2 separate regions of the Bos taurus genome follow, and region 2 is linked to region 1. A link is a contact called in public Hi-C data. All regions are on one chromosome and are shown on one strand. Each heading gives the region's core, a stretch centred on a gene start, on an enhancer-like site or on the middle of the called end of the contact. The rest is flanking DNA. Distances are from core to core; before and after follow the strand shown.

The links. Hi-C and Micro-C count contacts between places; a contact is called where the count stands out from the background.
Region 2: a Hi-C map of liver shows a contact between it and region 1, with 2.7 times the contacts expected there. The contact joins two enhancer-like sites. A contact is called at or near these places in 4 of 11 Hi-C or Micro-C datasets (blastocyst, liver, skeletal muscle and 1 more).

Annotation. Positions count from the first base shown.
Region 1 is chr22:53,651,197-53,655,212 of ARS-UCD2.0, reverse strand. The region is part of intron 2 of LIMD1 (LIM domain containing 1); the gene reads left to right. Among named protein-coding and RNA genes, the nearest start is that of TRNAR-ACG, 27 kb to the right of the region's middle. Within about 2 kb of position 2,617, at least 17 of the 102 cell types and tissues checked have an H3K27ac peak or open chromatin away from gene starts, as enhancers often do. A contact at or near this core is called in liver, where this site is marked.
Region 2 is chr22:53,728,018-53,732,214 of ARS-UCD2.0, reverse strand. No RefSeq gene overlaps it. Among named protein-coding and RNA genes, the nearest start is that of LIMD1, 22 kb to the right of the region's middle. Within about 2 kb of position 2,019, at least 6 of the 102 cell types and tissues checked have an H3K27ac peak or open chromatin away from gene starts, as enhancers often do. A contact at or near this core is called in liver, where this site is marked.

The DNA of each region.
Region 1 (4,016 bases), core at 1,368-3,867:
GAGTCTGGTGGGCTGCAGTCCATGGGGTCTCAAAGAGTCAGACAGGACGGAGTGAGGAGACACCACATGGCGTCTTTATGAAAGAGAAGAGGAAGCCCAGACTGCTGACCACAGATCACTGGCTGTCATGTCCAGTGATCCCCGGTCCCTGCATTCCCACACTGCTCCGTGATGTTGACACGTGATGGGTCCTATTTCTGCCTAATTCTTTGGTGAATTCTTTCCCGCTGAATGCATCCTAGAGTAGGAGACAGGGAGTGGTTTGTGAAATGTCTCTGTGAAAGGAACGTGGAAGGTGGGAACAGAAGGGGGACTAACGATGTAGTAACGTGTGGCAGTGTATTCACACACTTTAAAAACTATTTTTTAGTGTATGAAACTTCTAAATACGGCACTTGAAACAACAGGAGGCCATCAACAGATGTTAGTTTCCTTCTCTCACTTTGAGAAAATGCAAACTATGGGTGTGGAAGTCGGTTTCTAAACTCGGGGTGGGGGTGGGGTGGATCGTTTAAAACTTTCGTGAAAACCAGAGTTTGAGTCCTTCAGAGCAGAGAAAGGCCCCACCTTCTTGGGTCTGTGGGGGAAGTCCTTGTTTATTTATATTTTTTTGGTAATAAAGGAAATAGAGATGCAACCTTTGTCTGCTGCCCCTGCCTCTGGGGTCTGGACATGGGACTCCTCAGCTCTGGGACCTGGCAGGGAGAGGATTTGTCTGGCCAGTTGGGCACTTTTTAGAATGATCATCAAACTGACACCTGCTCACTATTAAGTTTGGGGAAGTTTAGGAGAGTATAAAGAAGCAAACAACTAGTGAATTCCTGCCTCACCCCCCACAGTCATTCAGATACCATGTACGTCTACCCAGAGACCCTGTCATTCTTGCACAGATTTCCTTTCCAGTCTTTTTTCTTTAAATTTCTTCATTACATAACTGAGTCTTACTTTTTTTTTCCTTTTCACATTATTACATGAGTTTTACTTGAAAGTTAAGAAGAAAGTATTGTTTCTCAGATTATGAATACATGATTCTAGAAAAATTTAAAATGTGTGAAGCAGAAGGTGAAATTTCTCTTATACCATCTTCTACTGTATTTAATTTTGGGGGCTCCAAAATCACTGTAGATGGTGATTGCAGCCATGACATTAAAAGACGCACTTACTCCTTGGAAGGAAAGTTATGACCAACCTAGATGGCATATTCAAAAGCAGAGACATTACTTTGCCAGCAAAGGTCCATCTAGTCAAGGCTATGGTTTTTCCAGTGGTCATGTATGGATGTGAGAGTTGGACTGTGAAGAAAGCTGAGTGCCGAAGAATTGATGCTTTTGAACTGTGGTGTTGGAGAAGACTCTTCAGTCCCTTGGACTGCAAGGAGATCCAACCAGTCCATTCTGAAGGAGATCAGACCTGGGATTTCTTTGGAAGCAATGATGCTAAAGCTGAAACTCCAATACTTTGGCCACCTCATGCGAAGAGTTGACTCATTGGAAAAGACCCTGATGCTGGGAGGGATTGGGGGCAGGAGGAGAAGGGGATGACAGAGGATGAGATGGCTGGATGGTATCACCGACTCGATGGACATGAGTTTGGGTGAACTCCGGCAGTTGGTGATGGACAGGGAGGTCTGGCGTGCTGTGATTCATGAGGTTGCAAAGAGTCGGACACGACTGAGCGACTGAACTGAACTGTATTTAATAATAGAAAAATGTTGTAAATATTGAAAAGTATAAAGTGGTAAGTGAAATTTCCCTTGAATAAGCCTGTCAGTGCTATATAACATTAGATACGTTTTTGAAAGAAAAATATAAAATGGAAAGTGAAATTTTCCTGTAGTGCTATCGACCAGTGCTAAAAGCGATTAGTTTTAGTATGCAGCCTTCCATTTTGAACATCAGTGGTGTGTGTGTGGGTGTAGGTTACCAAAATGGAATTGTGCTGTAAATGTAGGTGCAGGTATCTAGCTTGCGTTTGTCCCTTACTAACATAATTTGAGTACCCTCCTATAGTAAAGCATTTTCTCATACCACTGAAACACTTATTTGAAGGGTGTTTTAAATGGCTACATGTTACATTTACATGTACTCTGCTTTATGTGATCATTTCCTCTAAGGCTGCCAGTTTGGATCCAAGTAAACATTTATTCATATTTCTGATTCATTCCCTAAGCTAAGTCCCAGACAGCCCCTCTGAGTCAGAGATAAATAATTTAAGAGTTTCCTCTCCAGGGTGAGCTTATCATTTTACACTCTTCTCTGTAGCTTACAGAAATATGCACTGATGGCCATCACAAACAAATGTGATTGTTTAAAAAAATCTTTGTTATCATATGTGAAAAAGCTCTCATTTATCTTTCTTAGACTGCTACAGGGTTTGAGTTCGGCGCGTGTGACCCTTTTCCTCTGTGATTTTTGGAAGAGAGGTGATCTACCGTCTGTTAAATCAAAAAGCTAATTCCTGCCGAGATTCCTTAGAATGTCCCTGATCCCATCCCAAGAGAAGAGCTGGGTGTTCTCCACACCTTGGCTCAGAAGCTTTCTCTCTCTCTGGCAAGTCCTGTGCATTTCCAGGCAGCCTCCTGGCTCCCTCTAGTGACCACCTTAGCAGCTGCAGCCTCGCTTCCTTGGCTCTCATCCGCACTGGTTCATCCTGGTTGGGACACCCCAGAGCAGAGCAAGGGGCACGCCACAGACTTGCAGCCAGACGGTGTGTGTGGCGGGGGGACTGTTTTCCTGCATGTCTGGGCAGCTCCTTTTAACGGTGGGCTCTTTGTGTCCTTGTCGGCTTGGCTGTAGGGAAGCAGCCCGTTAGTGTCACCCTGAGCCTAAATCCCGGGGCACAAGGTGGAAAAGACACTCTTGTTAGTTCTCACTTTCCTTTCTGAAACTCTGGGTCCTCTGGAATCTTTTTATGGAGGGAGAGAATTGTAAGTCAGTAACATTGTTAAATTAAACTTCTATGGATGTCAGAGGATTCTGTTATAGGGACCCTGAAATCATTGAGCTGTAGGTACTCCTTCTTTTTAGTCTAGTCTAGTTGGGAAATGCTTGTGAAGGTTCTATAATGAGAACCTCCTAGAACAACTCTGAGGGGAGGACAGAAGGAAAGTTTGGAGAGCTAAAGATTCTAACATGCACTCCATTGCCCTTCACACTCTCACTCCACTAAAGTTTGTTGTTCAGGCAATAAAAGTAATATACGTAGTTATTGCAAGGGGGGGGGAACTAATAAAAATCACCATTTCCTTTACTCACAGGTGACTATTGACATTCGGTTTACATGTACGTATGAGCATACACTGATTTTTGCAGTCATGTAAGTGTGCATGTTTATCTGATCTAGGTATACAAACACACACAGTTGTCTTTTTCTCAGGATTATTGATGTTCTTTATGCGTTTTAGATACTAATGCTATGTTGTAGCCATCTTCTTATCCCTGACTTGCTTTCCTTCTATTCAATTTATTGCCCTCGGTTAGATGATTACCACAGAACTGGAAAAGGTCAGTGTTCATTCGAATCCCAAATAAAGGTAATACCAAAGAATGCTCAAACTACTGCACAGTTGCACTCATCTCACACACTAGTAAAGTAATGCTCAAAATTCTCCAAGCCAGGCTTCAGCAATATGTGAACCGTGAACTTCCAGATGTTCAAGCTGGTTTTAGAAAAGGCAGAGGGACCAGAGATCAAATTGCCAACATCTGCTGGATCAGCGAAAAAGCAAGAGAGTTCCAGAAAAAACATCTATTTCTGCTTTATTGACTATGCCAAAGCCTGTGACTGTGTGGATCACAATAAACTGTGGAAAATTCTGAAAGAGATGGGAATACCACCTGACCTGCCTCTTGAGAAATCTGTATGCAGGTCAGGAAGCAACAGTTAGAACTGAGCATGGAACAACAGACTGGTTCCAAATAGGAAAAGGAGTACATCAAGGCTGTAAATTGTCACCATGCTTATTTAACTTCTATGGAGAGTACATCATGAGAAACGCTGGGCTGGAGGAAGCACAG
Region 2 (4,197 bases), core at 770-3,269, 78 kb before region 1:
GTGACACAGCCCTGAACACTTCACCTTGTGCTCTGGTCCTGGGCACTTGTACCCCCACCCCACCTCACACACACCCCACGTACACACACACACCACCTCACACACACACACACCACCTCACACACACACACACCACCTCACACACACACACCCCCCATACACAAACACACCACCTCACACACACACACACCACCTCACACACACACACCCCACACACACAAAACACACCACCTCACACACACACACATACCACCTCACACAAACACACACCACCTCACACACACACCCCCTCAACATACACACACACCCCACCTCACACACACCCCACATACACACACACACCACCTCACACACCCACACACAAAACACACCATCTCACACACACACACATACCACCTCACACACACCCCACATACACACACACACCACCTCAACATACACACACACCCCACCTCACACACATCCCACATACACACACACACCACCTCAACATAAACACACACCCCACCTCACACACATACACACCACCTCACACACCACCTCAACATTCACACACACCCCCACATACACACACACACCACCTCACACACACACACACACACACACAAACACACCACCTCACACACACACACCACCTCAACATACACACACACCCCACCTCACACACACCCCACATACACACACACCACCTCAACATACACACACACCCCACCTCACACACACCCCACATACACACACACCACCTCAACATACACACACACCCCACCTCACACACACCCCACATACACACACACCACCTCAACATACACACACACACCACCTCAACATACACACACACACCACCTCAACATACACACACACCCCACCTCACACACATACACACACCCCACCTCACACACACACACACCACCTCACACACACACACACCACCTCACACACACACACACCACCTCACACACACAAACACACCACCTCAACATTCACACACCCCCCACATACACACACACACCACCTCAACATAAACACATACACCACCTCTCACACACACACACACACACACACACACACCACTTCACACACACACACACCACCTCAACATACACACACACCCCACATACACACACACACCACCTCAACATAAATACACATACTCCACCTCTCACACACACCCCACACAATACTCACACACACCACATAACACACACCACCTCAACATACACACACCCCACACAATACTCCTCACACACAACACATACACACACCACCACAACATACACACACCTCCCACACACATATTCTTCACACATAAACACACACACACTATACACTCTTATACGCCCCCACCTATCAGGCACACAGACCGTAGAGAACACACAGTTACCACATACGCACACACCTCAACACACACATACACGCACCCCCACACATTGCAAATATGCCACATTATATATCACACACACATTATACCACATACTACACACACACACCCCACACCATACATACCAGCATGCAACACACACACATACCCAAGCCAAAAGCCTGTTTTGGGGAGTAGTAACTGGTAATTTGTTTTTGCCCAAGGACGAGCCTCACAGGTAACTGGGGACATTGTGGGGAGGGCAATTTTGTCTTGAGGATTAATCCAAGTCATTGCTGCCAGGCAGGGAAGGGCCGGAGGCTGGGGCCAGGGTGGACAGTTACACAGGGAGGCCCCCACCCTCACCTATGCTCAGTGACCCTATCACCAGAGCTGTCCAACTGCAGGGGCCCCTCCTCTGGCAGCACCCACCTGTGGTGAGAATCATCTGTGTTGTTGATGGAAGCACAGTAATAAGCCGGGGCTCTCCTGTGTATTGAGCACTGACTTTGTGCAGAGACTGAACCTGGCAAGTGGCAGTGAGATGGAGGACCCTAGAACTCAGCATGGCTGGAGTCCCTGCTCTCTCAGGTCCTGGCCCTGAGAGCTCTGTGGTCACAGGTGAGGCAGGCAAGCTAAGGCACAACCCTGGACCGGGGCAGGGGTCAGAGGTCTGGACTGGAGCCTGTCTGGGGTGATGACAAACGTGAGCTTCCCAGAGGATGACCTTAGGGGTCAGGGAGAAGCAGAAGCTAGGCATGGGGGTTGGGGGGGGTGGCTCTTCACTTCCAGATCCCATCTTGTTTTTATCTGCATGCCGATCTTTCAGCGCAAGAGCCAGGAATGTGAGTCGGAGGCTGCTCCCTGCAGGAAGGAGCTCAGGGACAGATTCCAGGTGAGGATGGAGCACCGGGTCCCCCGAACAGTCCAGCTCCCCGACATCCGCTACTGCAGCCCCGCCGGCTGCCATCAGCCTCTAATGAGCCAAGCCGTGCCCCGTGGTGCTCAACAAAGTGAACCTGGAGTGAACAGGACAAGATCTCCACAGAGTGGGTCCACGCACTCCCACCCCCACCTCTCCACGCTACCCCCAGCTCACTCAGCTCCAGAAACCCTGGCTTCTTTGCTGTTCCCCAGCCACACTGGCCACACGCCTGCCTCACAAGCGAGACTTGAGTCTCTCTGCCGAGAAGGCTCTTGCCCAGATTGCTGGATCTCTGACCCACTTTGGTCCCCAGTCTGTGAGGTCTTCCCAGATCATTCTATACAAAACACCACTCCACCCCCAGTATGCCCTGCTCCCTAGCTAATAACCACACAGTTTTCATATTTATCTTATCATGTGTCTCTCCCTCCAGAAAGTCAGCTTTGTGAGGGCAGGTACTCTTGCAGCCTTATTTTATTTACTTACAGTTGTTTTCCCCTCTGTTGTATCTCAGGCCCACACCATCAGGCACACAGTAGGTGCTCAGTAAGTATTTGCATGAATGATTCTGGTCCTAAGTGGGCTCAGTGACCTTGAGCACCTTGTTAACCCAGCAGAGGTTTTAATTTCCTTAATTACAAAACTGACACAGTGATGCCGGCTAGTGGGTGGGGTGGGTGTCCTGGAAGGGAAATCTGAAAATAGTCTGTGGATATTTTGTAAACTGGAAACTGCTGAGCAGCCCTAAATGACAGTCCTGGGATTTCTCTGCCAGGGAAACAAAATGACAGCAGTTGGATGGTTTCCTGCTCCGCCTTTCAGTTGAGACTTGCTGCCTGGGCTGCCACAGAATCAATAAAGGTAAGTCACGCGGTTTTATTGGAACACATGAGCTTCTTGCAAACATTGTGTGTGTGTGTGTGTGTGTGTGTTTGAAAGTCTTGATTGTCAAGAGCTGGGCTGACCCCAAGGACTGGAGGCCCTCAGGAGAGGGAGCTTCAAGCAAAGGCCATGTGGAGACAGTGAGAAGGCAGTGAGCTGCTGCTGGAGGGAGCACTGTGGCTTTATTTTAAGGTTGACAAGGGTGAGGGAGCGAGATGTGATGCAACAGTCTTTCATTGGATATTTCCCGAGGCAGGAGTGAGAAGAACCAAGGTTTCTATTTATCATAAGGCGGGGTGGGGCCCACGGGAGCCAGGCAAGGGAGACGGGTGACAGCCATAGATCAAAAAGAGCCTGTTGCTATGCTGGTGGCCCTGGGCTCTAACTGTCGGTCACAATGATCCTCTCTGGGCCAGAGCCAAAAAAAAGAAAAAAAAAAAAACAAAAACCGCTGGACAGTAGCATAAGGCTGAGAAACAGTGACCCGTGGGCCAAATCTGGCCCTCCACCTGTTTTTATAAATAAAATTTTATCACAACACTGCCATTTGTGAATTTTCTGTGGTGGTTTTTGCAGAGTTCTGTAGTTGTGACAGAGACTCTGTGGCCTACAGAGCCTAAAATATTCATAGTCTGGGCCTGCACTGAGAAAGCTTGTTGAACCTCAGAATGATGAGGGGGGACATTGGGTTTGAGGCATCTGAAAACTTGGGTTGAGTTCTGGTGCATCTGTTTTCAATCTAGTGCCTGCAGGCAAAGCCTTCGCCTCTTCAAGGCTCAGTTTCTCTACCTGGGAAATTGTGTGGTAATGCCCATTCTCCCTAATTGTCATGAATATTTAATAGATAATGTATTTATTATAACTCCTGTTATTTTTCGTGGGTATCTTAAATTGCAACGTGCAAGCTTAACCGATAATCATCTTCCTTGAGTTAATATTATATCACTTGACGGTGGACAGATGAACTCTTACAGAACTATCCTCTCCTGTCCTTCTGTCAAATTATTGTCAAATTATTTTGTTATAAATCCCA